Regions from separate parts of the Mus musculus genome. Here region 2 is linked to region 1. Evidence: chromatin contacts called from public Hi-C data. All regions are on one chromosome and are shown on one strand. Each heading gives the region's core, a stretch centred on a gene start, on an enhancer-like site or on the middle of the called end of the contact. The rest is flanking DNA. Distances are from core to core; before and after follow the strand shown. Region 1 overlaps Celsr1 (cadherin, EGF LAG seven-pass G-type receptor 1). Region 2 holds the start of Celsr1 (cadherin, EGF LAG seven-pass G-type receptor 1).

The links. Hi-C and Micro-C count contacts between places; a contact is called where the count stands out from the background.
Region 2: a contact with region 1 is called in a Hi-C map of CD8 T cells, with 3 times the contacts expected there. The contact joins the promoter of Celsr1 here to the enhancer-like site in region 1. A contact is called at or near these places in 11 of 39 promoter capture datasets (the 3T3-L1 cell line, 3T3-L1-derived adipocytes, the HPC-7 cell line and 7 more), 3 of 15 datasets of contacts at CTCF or cohesin (CD8 T cells, large pre-B cells and pro-B cells), 60 of 484 Hi-C or Micro-C datasets (the AML12 cell line, CD4 T cells, CD4 single positive thymocytes and 37 more), 23 of 115 datasets of contacts at active chromatin or transcription factors (the 230-238 cell line, CD8 T cells, the SCID.adh cell line and 15 more) and 3 of 9 other capture datasets (adipose tissue, liver and pancreatic islet).

Annotation. Positions count from the first base shown.
Region 1 is chr15:85,979,008-85,984,339 of GRCm38.p6, reverse strand. Celsr1 (cadherin, EGF LAG seven-pass G-type receptor 1) reads left to right here. Exons shown (of 35, transcript NM_009886.2): 2 at 5,100-5,332. Among named protein-coding and RNA genes, the nearest start is that of Celsr1, 52 kb to the left of the region's middle. Within about 2 kb of position 2,044, at least 178 of the 459 cell types and tissues checked have an H3K27ac peak or open chromatin away from gene starts, as enhancers often do. A contact at or near this core is called in the 230-238 cell line, CD4 single positive thymocytes, CD8 T cells and 27 more, where this site is marked.
Region 2 is chr15:86,030,498-86,035,829 of GRCm38.p6, reverse strand. Celsr1 (cadherin, EGF LAG seven-pass G-type receptor 1) reads left to right here and starts at 2,053. Exons shown (of 35, transcript NM_009886.2): 1 at 2,053-5,332. The coding sequence starts at 2,060. It overlaps Gm34764 (a long non-coding RNA gene), which reads right to left and starts at 1,577. Exons shown (of 3, transcript XR_384307.4): 1 at 1,263-1,577.

The sequences.
Region 1 (5,332 bases), core at 795-3,294:
GGACTGGGATCTTCCTGCCGCTCTCCCATCCACCCTACCCACCATCACTGGGGCCTTTCAGTATGGCTGTAGGAGTGGCTCAGCTCAGCATACTCCGGCTCTCAGTGTTGTACTATCCTTGTTTGAAGAGGCCAGTGAGGAGACCTTTATGGACCTGTCCACACTGCTAAGGACTCATTCCTGGGCTTAACTCCCTTCCGCCTGCCTCCCCTCAAAATCACACAAGGCCAGCAGACGACTTCCGTCTCCTGCCTCTGTGGTCTTGTCCCCCTGTGACTTCACGTTCTCATGTGGTCCATGCTAAATAATGCTCCCCAACCTATGCCGGACCTGGGGTGCCCTTGTCCAGTGAATTGTGTCCCCAAACTAGGTCCCATGCTGTCGTCCTTTGGAACCCATGCTGGTTTCAAACTCATGATAATCCTACTGCCTCAGTCTCCCAGTCTTCCCTGGGATCGCAGGGAATCATAGGAATTGCAGCTCTCTCCCCACTTATGGATTCTGGAGCTTGGTCTCAGAATGAAGTGGCTGATTGTGCCGTTGTTAGACACTTGGTCACAGTTGTGTCACGGCACTTTGAGGACAGGGACCCCCTCTTCCCTCTTACTTCCCAGGCTTTCCCGCCACTTTTTCTTCATTGCATGTCCGCTTCAGGGAAGCAACCTCTATCCCTCCTGGTGATGGCTACTCTGCCTCTCAACCTCAATGATGTCACCTGCACTGGGTTTCAGAGCTGTAGCTCTGACCCCAGCTCCCCATTCCATACTGGGAGGGCTTTAGGCTGTGAAGAGGTACCCTTGGCATCAGGATGCAGTTGTGGATGTATACCGTCTATTTTCTCACCACTGCCCCTCATCCATGTCAGAGGATCAGGCAACAGCCTCTACCCCTCACTGTGGAGACGTGGAAAGTTCTTCCAGGCATTGAGAGGCCCTGCTGGCAGCCACCCTACAGCCTGGTGCTCTGCCTGACACCTGCTCTGCCTCCTTCCTGTTGTCTGAGGGAGTGCGGTGTCTTCTGAGAAGGTGGTGGATGTTGCATCGGGCCGGTTGAGGATGCTGAAGCATCAGGCTGCTTTAGGATACTACAAAGCCAGTGGCGGCTGTGGTTGGTTCCTGCGCTGTCCTCACACAGAGGAAAAGCCTTCAGCTCTGGTCTGGGGAGCTGTCTAAGCCCAGAGCTTTCCTAAGTTGAGCATACTGACCCTGCACACCCAACCTAGCTGCAAAATAAACAGAAGGCATGGAGAAGAGAGTTAGTTCTCTGTATCCGTGCCTTTAAAATCACTCACACCATCAGGACCTGGGGCACAGAGAGCCTGAGACAGCAGCACCACAGCCTAGAGGGTCTGTGCCTGAATGTCACCTGGGGTTCTGAGTGGGGACCTAGATAGGAAAAGGACACTGAGTCAAAACACAGGGAACCTGAGGGTAGTGTGAACTGAACTGTGGTTAGTAGGCGCTGATATGGCCCTTAAATGATGATACTCGTCCCCCACTAATTTAGTGACGTGGTTAATGGGGATTGTGGGCACATAGTCTTTGGGATGTCTCTCTCTACACATTTTATGCAATTCTGAAGCTGTTCTGGAATAGAATTTATTTAAAGTCAGTGGCCCAGACAGAGCCAGTATCTACATTGCAGAGAATGGCCAGGTCTAGTTCTCTGGACTCCCGAGCAGTGACACACACACACACACACACACACACACACACACACACACAGACTCTTGTTTTATCTTGTGTAAAAGGGGTTGCTTGCTCCCTTCTAAAGCCATGTTATCTAGATCTGCCCTGTTCGCTGGTTTCTAACCCTATCTGTTTTCACCGTGTGGCATTCCATCTCAGGGTGGCCAATCCTTCATTTCAGTGGTGGCCTTGGTGACAGACATTTACACTTGTGTCCCCCAAAGGCTTTACTAAGTCATAGGTTGGCTCAGAAACCCAAGCCAGACCACTGAAGCCACACACACACCTCTGGCTTACAGACTGGGAGGAGTTAGCCCCAGGGCAGGCAGTAGGCGTGGCCATGCTTCTGACACATCAGTACCCAAAGCTGCTTCTGTGGTTGGGTTTGCTTCCTCTCTGAGTGAGGAGAGCTGCCTCTAGGCTGTGGCTCCTCGTTCTGGTATGTTCTTCTGTGCTGTGTGCCTCTTTGGGCTGCCCCCTGTGAAGGCCGAGACTTGGTGTCCCCTTTCACGGTGGGTCAGGGTAACCCAATCAATCTACTATAAGAAAGGAGGCTTTTAACTTAAAGTCATATGACCTTTAACATCCTAGGCCAGGACAAACAAATCCCCGTGTGGTTAAAGAATGTCTTGAAACAATTGCCATCAGGAAGCAAGCACTGTCCTAGTCAAACCACTGTGACAAGATCAAATCGGCTACAAAAACATGCCTCGATGGAAAGCCGTCCCTGGGTGGTGTTTGTGCGTCTGTCAGTGCTGGAGTGGAGGAGACAGTAGGCTCCTGCTGTCTGCCCTCCTTTCATCCACACTTGCTTACCTAGAAACTTCTGAGTACTGGGGACTGGTCTAGACGTCACCAGTGCAAACGATAATTACAGGAACACAACCTGAGAGTCCTTGGTCCTTAGGGACTCTTGGGCATAAACAGTTGGAATGAGTAGGACCGTGGCCACCCCTAAGCAGGAACAAAAGCATGAATGTGGGGAAGGACGGGTGTTCAACATGGAGACCCTGGGAGGTTGCTTTGCATGGACACCCTCAGTGAGGGACTGGTGCAGTCAGAGGGTTCTCAGAGTGGAGGGCCCTCAGTGAGGTGAGTGAGCAGAGACTCAGGTGGCAAGGGGACAGCCAGTGGATAGTGACGAAGGCAGTACTCGAGGCAAAAATTGACGGTGTACATTTAATCCCTGAGGTGGATTGAGGGGTTGGGCAGGCAGAGCTGGAGATGTATAAATCCTATATGCAGCCTAGTGATACCCCTGGGTTATAATCAAGCTCTTTAAAAAATTTAACTTTGGGGGACTGGAGAGATGGCTCAGCGGTTAAGAGCACTGACTGCTTTTCCAGAGGTCCCGAGTTCAATTCCCAGCAACCACATGGTGGCTCACAACCATCTATAATGGCATCTGATGCCCTCTTCTGGTGTGTCTGAAGACAGTGACCATGTACTCGCATACATAAAATAAATAAATCTTTCAAAAAAGTTTAACTTTATACTTAAATTATAATCTTAACCACTTAAAGAACACCTCTCAGTGTCATTAAGAATGTTCATGATCTGTTGAAATTTTATTTTTGATTTATGTGTGTGGAAGTTTTCTGCACGTGCATATGTGCACCACATGTGTGCCTGGCGCTCACAAGGCCAGATGGAGATGTAGAATTTTATAGACAGTTGTGCATCACCATGTTAGGAAGTAAATTCACATCTTTTGCAAGAGCAGCCAGTGCTTTCAAACACTGAGCCATCTGTCTAGCCCCATCATATTTTCTTCAATTGAAAAAATTTTTTTCTGCAGGGTGATGGTGGCATATGCCTTTTACCCCAGCACCCAGGAGGCAGAAGCAGGTGGATCTCTGAGTTCAAAGCCAGCCTGCTCTACAGACCAAGTTTAGGGCAGCCAGAACTACACAGAGAAAACCTGTGTCTATCACAAGTCTACCCTCTATCAGTCTGACACAGAAACATACCACCTTACAGCAGGACTTTCTGCTCCTTTCCCCACAGGCTCGCAGCCATCTCATAATGCAAAATACATTCAGTCCAACTTCGAAAATCCCCATAGTCTTGGACAATACCGTGTCAAAGTGGGAGTGGAGAATCTCTTTTGAGATGCAGGTTATCCCTTAACCATGAGCTCCCCAGACAGTCAAGAAGCAAGTTATCTTCTTCTAACAGTAACAACGCAGAGTAAGCAATCCATTCCAGAAGGGAAGAATGGAGACACAGCGGGAAACGATCAGACTAAAGCAGAACTGAAGTCCGGTGGGGAAAAATTCTCAATCTCCCAGTCACGGTTAGCTTGTCGGGCTTATAATGTAATCACCTGGGGTCCACAGGGCTAAGGTGGCCCCTCATCTCCGACTCTGCCATCCTCAGCACACATAACCTCTCTTGGTTATGTGTACGCATAATCCACTCCACCTGTAGCTCTCCTCGGTGGGCATCCCATGGTTCTGGCATTTCTAACATCTTAGGGCCTTTGTTGCAAATTTATGCTCCATCCTCGTGGCCTCGTGCATAGTATCCTAGAGCCTCCTTGCGGGGACTCCAACTCCTGCCACATGTTCTCTGGCCTCAGGCACTTTCTGGAGCCATGGCTCAAGTCTCTTTTTTTTATCTTGTCCCTTTTATGCCAATACCATGGAGATAGATGATGCTGCAAAGTTCTGCTTCTAGCATGGGATTGAGCTTGGCTCCCTTGGACCATAGTTACATTGGCCTTTGTGTGCTGACCAACACAAAGGATAGAGTCCATCGTGGGGGCTGAGGAGAGGGGAGGCTTGGGCAGTGATGTGGAGGGATAGTTGGTCCTATTGCACTGGCACTTACGAACTATGAGAGAGCTCTTAGTTACCCTTGCAAAACAGTGTCTATCCAGCATTCTTGCATGCTGGCTGTGTAAGGATACAAGTGCATAAGGCTCAGATACGTTAAGCCACGACGTGGCACATTGGGTGGGGCTGCTCCCTGGTGGCACCAGGGTTGAGGTGCTATGGTGGGGTTTGAGTTGAGTGGGAGGATAATGGGAAGAGTTGTAGTAAGAAGAGGGGAGGTTGGGGTCAGGGTGAGATGGTCAGGTTCACTGTACAGTGAAGATCCCAGGTCTTTTATGTCTGGAGTGAGATCTGTGAGCTGAGAAGTCCCTATGTGCTATGGGGCTGAGGGCCCCTGAGGTCTCTCTAAGAAAAGGGAACATTGAGAGCTGAGGTTGGGATGCAGAGTGTGTCAGAAGTGTCAGCAGGAAGATGGGGTACATAGGAAGTCAAGGGTGGGGAGTGAGAGTGGGGGTACCCAGGCTGGCTTCTCTTTTGCCAAGTACATCTAAGCTAAGGCTGCCCTTGGTGGGGTTGTAGGAGCCTTTACTGTCTCGGGCATCCTACTGACAACAGGTCTCCTTGTGTCCCATAGATGGTATCCACAGTGTCACCGCTCTCTGCACTCTGCGCGTGACCATCATTACAGATGACATGCTGACCAACAGCATCACTGTCCGCCTGGAGAACATGTCGCAGGAGAAGTTCCTGTCCCCGCTGCTGTCCCTCTTTGTAGAAGGGGTGGCCACAGTACTGTCCACCACCAAGGATGACATCTTTGTCTTCAACATCCAGAACGACACGGACGTCAGCTCCAACATCCTGAAC
Region 2 (5,332 bases), core at 804-3,303, 51 kb before region 1:
TAGATTTTTGTCTCCTTCCCACTCTCTTCACACACAGTTCTAAAGAGAGCTCTCAAGATCTATGAGGGTCCAAAAACAACTCTACCTTTAGGTTAGTGTAATGGCTTCTGTTGTTCCCAGTAAGAAAAGATTATTTTCAGCTACTGAGAAATCCCAGAGATTCATCTATGACATAAACTTTATGCTATATGTATGATCGTATATATATGATTAATATCACACATGTGTATATTAGTACACATATATGCTATTAATGCTGAGGAAGCTCCCTTGACTGTTTTTGTTTTTTGTTTTGTTGTCTTTTCTTTAAAGATTTATCTATTTATTTATTTTATGTAAGTACACTGTACACTTTTCAGACACACTCATCGGATCCCATTACAGATGGTTGTGACCACCATGTAGTTGCTGGGAATTGAACCTCTGAAAGAGCAGTCGGTGCTCTTGACCACTGAGCCATCTTTCCAGCTCCCCCCCAACTCCCCCCCCCCACAGGTTTTAAAGCGACCCTGTGTCCTATTGTCCTATTGTCATCCTGCTGGGCCCTGACTGCCTAGAAAACCCAACTCTGATGGTGATCAAGCAGCCTTCAGGGTCCCACTCCTCCAACTGATCCCAGGAGAAATCTTTCAAAGGCAAGAGGCCTGCCCAGTGTGTCCATGCGTGACTGAGGCTGCAGTGGGCTTGGGCCCCTTTCAAGGAGGTGGGGAAAATGTTGCAAAGGTCCGCCTCTCCCCTCCCTAGTTCGGAAGCACCGCCTTTAAGGTGTGCTCCTTTGGAATCTAGGCTCGGTCTTGCGGCTCTGAAGCCACGCCCCACCCTTTCACGCAGGGCGAGAGTGATTCTCCAGCCCCCTTCTGGTTTTCCCCAGGTTCTCACGGATCCTGCCCCCTCAGTGTTTGCTTGTCCCCTGATGGGCAGTAACTAGGGGTTTGGTGACAGACGGTCTCCTCCACCAATGTTCAGGCCCCACAGCATGTTCTGGGGAACAAGGCCCCTCCCACTGTCACCTCCAAACTACATTATTTTTCTTTCCAATTTAAATGTTGCACTTTAAACAAAGTGGAACCCGAATCCGGTTAACTGCCCATGAGATTTCAAAATCCAAGGAACTCCTTGGAGTTAAGCATTTGAGCTCCCGCGAGGCTGGAGTCTAACAGTCTCCCAGTCCCCTGCCACCGCCACGACTCTACCGAAGTTTTCTAGCACCTCTGTATCTTGGAACTCTAGATCTAACTCTCTCGACGCCAGGGGTGGCTTACTCATAGATCTGCACTATCAGGTGCAATGCGAGGATTGAACAGCACTCGGCCCAGAGGAAACTGTACGAGGGACTCTTTAGCAGCCGCGGCCCGGGACTCTAGAGCAGTAGTTGAGCGCCACGCTCCCAGGGCCCGGTCCTCTGCGGATGTTGGGTGCCAAGACCGAAAGGGAAGGGGCTGGAGGCCAGGCCCCGCTAGGGCCGCGCCCCCACGTCTCCATGGAGATCATCGGGGCGCGCACCTCCTGGCTGGCTCCCTCCCCATCATCCTCCCCCTCCCAGGGCTGAACAATGAGCCACTGGGAGGGGGCGGGGCGGGGCCGGGGGCGGGGAGAGAGAGAGAGTGGCGGGGGCGCTGGCAAAGCACACCGCCTAGCCAGCAATCCGTCGCCAGGGTCTGCGGGCGGTGTGGTGATCGCAGCCCCCGCCCCGCCCCGGGCCCGCCCAGCTTCCCACGCCCGCCCAGCAGAGTCGGTGCTGGGGCCACCTGGAGCCGCCTGGAGCCGGCGCTGCTGCAGGTTGATGCGCGGCGCCCTCCCGGGACGCACGGAGGAGCCATCTTGAAACCAACTTGGCAAACTTTCGCAAAGTGCTCTCGAAGTGGAAGCTGAGCGGGAGGCCGGGCGCGCGGCCCCCGGTGTCCTCGCCAGGGCCCCCGGGGAGGCAGAGCGCGGGCCGCCCCGAGGGCCCGGCGCTGGGCGCGCGGGAGCCGCCCCCCGGCCGCGCCGGGTGGATGCGGAGGTGCGCCGGGTGCATGGATTGTGCTCCGGCGCCCGGCTCGGGCTGCGGCTCCGGGCCATGGCGCCGTCATCGCCGCGCGTGCTGCCCGCGCTGGTGTTGCTGGCCGCCGCCGCCCTGCCAGCCCTGGAGTTGGGAGCAGCCGCTTGGGAGCTGCGGGTGCCTGGCGGGGCCCGCGCCTTCGCTCTCGGACCCGGCTGGAGCTACAGGTTGGACACCACGCGCACGCCTCGGGAGCTGCTGGACGTGAGCCGCGAGGGGCCAGCAGCCGGTCGGAGGCTTGGGCTTGGCGCGGGGACTCTGGGCTGTGCCCGCTTGGCCGGGAGGCTGCTGCCGCTGCAGGTCCGGCTGGTCGCCCGCGGCGCCCCGACGGCCCCGAGCTTGGTACTAAGGGCACGCGCCTATGGTGCCCGCTGTGGGGTCCGGCTGTTGCGCCGCTCGGCCCGCGGTGCAGAGCTGCGCTCTCCGGCCGTCCGCTCAGTTCCTGGACTTGGAGATGCGCTCTGCTTCCCGGCCGCAGGCGGCGGCGCAGCCTCGCTGACTTCGGTGCTTGAGGCCATCACCAACTTCCCCGCCTGCAGCTGCCCGCCGGTCGCCGGGACCGGCTGCAGGCGCGGACCCATTTGCCTGCGGCCAGGAGGTTCAGCTGAGCTGCGTCTGGTGTGCGCCCTGGGACGCGCGGCAGGCGCCGTTTGGGTAGAGCTGGTAATAGAGGCGACCTCTGGGACGCCCTCAGAGTCGCCCTCGGTGTCGCCATCGTTGCTTAACCTGTCCCAACCTCGGGCGGGGGTGGTGCGACGGTCTAGGCGGGGCACGGGCAGCAGCACGAGCCCGCAGTTCCCGCTGCCCAGCTACCAGGTGTCAGTGCCTGAGAATGAGCCTGCGGGCACTGCGGTCATCGAACTGCGCGCGCACGACCCAGACGAAGGCGATGCAGGACGCCTTAGCTACCAGATGGAGGCGCTGTTCGATGAGCGCTCTAATGGCTACTTCCTCATCGATGCCGCCACGGGTGCAGTGACCACAGCCCGCTCCCTGGACCGGGAGACCAAGGACACTCATGTACTCAAAGTTAGTGCTGTGGACCACGGCTCCCCGAGGCGCTCAGCTGCCACCTACCTCACCGTAACTGTCAGTGACACTAACGACCACAGCCCAGTCTTTGAGCAGTCTGAGTATCGAGAGCGAATTCGAGAAAACCTGGAGGTGGGCTATGAGGTTCTGACCATCCGTGCCACCGACGGGGATGCCCCTTCCAACGCAAACATGCGCTATCGTCTGCTGGAGGGCGCAGGTGGTGTCTTTGAGATAGACGCACGATCAGGTGTCGTGCGCACACGGGCTGTGGTGGACCGTGAGGAGGCGGCTGAGTACCAGCTGCTGGTGGAGGCCAATGACCAGGGTCGCAATCCAGGCCCACTCAGTGCCTCAGCCACCGTCCACATAGTGGTAGAAGACGAGAATGACAACTACCCCCAGTTCAGTGAGAAGCGCTATGTGGTTCAAGTCCCAGAAGACGTAGCCGTCAACACGGCTGTGCTTCGAGTCCAGGCCACTGACCGGGACCAGGGGCAGAATGCAGCCATACACTACAGCATCGTTAGTGGCAACCTGAAGGGTCAGTTCTACCTGCATTCGCTTAGTGGGAGCCTGGATGTTATCAACCCGCTGGACTTCGAGGCCATCCGGGAGTACACCCTGCGCATCAAAGCCCAGGATGGGGGCCGGCCTCCTCTCATTAATTCCTCAGGACTGGTCTCGGTGCAGGTGTTAGATGTGAACGACAATGCGCCCATCTTTGTGAGCAGCCCCTTTCAGGCTGCCGTGCTAGAGAATGTGCCCCTCGGCCACTCAGTCCTGCACATCCAAGCGGTGGACGCAGATGCAGGGGAGAACGCCAGGCTGCAGTACCGTCTAGTGGACACAGCCTCCACTATCGTGGGGGGCAGCAGTGTCGACTCTGAGAACCCTGCCTCTGCCCCAGACTTCCCCTTCCAAATCCACAACAGCTCCGGTTGGATTACTGTGTGCGCGGAGCTGGACCGTGAGGAGGTGGAACACTATAGCTTTGGAGTAGAAGCAGTGGACCATGGCTCACCAGCCATGAGCTCCTCTGCCAGCGTGTCCATCACAGTGCTGGATGTAAATGATAACGACCCCATGTTCACGCAGCCTGTGTATGAGCTGCGTCTGAATGAGGATGCGGCTGTCGGGAGCAGCGTGCTGACCCTCAGGGCCCGAGACCGTGATGCCAATAGTGTGATCACCTACCAGCTGACGGGTGGGAACACCCGCAACCGCTTCGCACTCAGCAGCCAGAGCGGCGGTGGCCTTATCACCTTGGCACTGCCCCTGGACTACAAGCAGGAACGGCAGTATGTGCTGGCTGTGACCGCGTCCGATGGCACGCGTTCACACACCGCGCAGGTCTTTATCAACGTTACAGATGCCAACACCCACAGGCCGGTCTTCCAGAGTTCCCACTACACGGTCAGTGTGAGTGAAGACCGGCCCGTGGGCACCTCCATCGCTACCATCAGTGCCACGGATGAGGATACGGGTGAGAACGCCCGCATCACCTATGTGCTAGAGGATCCCGTACCACAGTTCCGCATTGACCCGGACACTGGCACCATCTATACCATGACGGAACTGGACTATGAGGACCAGGCTGCCTACACGCTGGCCATCACGGCTCAGGACAATGGCATTCCTCAGAAGTCAGACACTACCTCTCTGGAGATCCTTATCCTCGACGCCAATGACAACGCGCCCAGGTTCCTGCGAGATTTCTACCAGGGTTCTGTTTTCGAGGATGCCCCCCCATCTACCAGTGTCCTCCAGGTCTCTGCTACAGACCGTGACTCAGGCCCTAATGGCCGCCTCCTGTACACTTTCCAGGGTGGGGATGATGGAGATGGAGATTTCTACATTGAGCCCACGTCTGGTGTGATCCGTACCCAGCGCCGGCTGGACAGAGAGAATGTGGCCGTGTACAACCTTTGGGCTCTCGCTGTGGATCGGGGCAGCCCGAATCCCCTCAGTGCGTCAGTGGGAATTCAGGTGAGTGTGTTGGACATTAACGACAACCCCCCAGTGTTTGAGAAGGACGAGCTGGAGCTGTTTGTGGAAGAGAACAGCCCTGTGGGTTCAGTGGTAGCAAGAATAAGGGCCAACGACCCGGACGAAGGTCCGAATGCTCAGATCATGTATCAGATCGTGGAGGGCAATGTGCCCGAGGTCTTCCAGCTGGACCTACTGAGTGGTGACCTCCGTGCCCTGGTCGAGTTGGATTTTGAGGTCCGGAGGGACTATATGTTGGTGGTGCAGGCC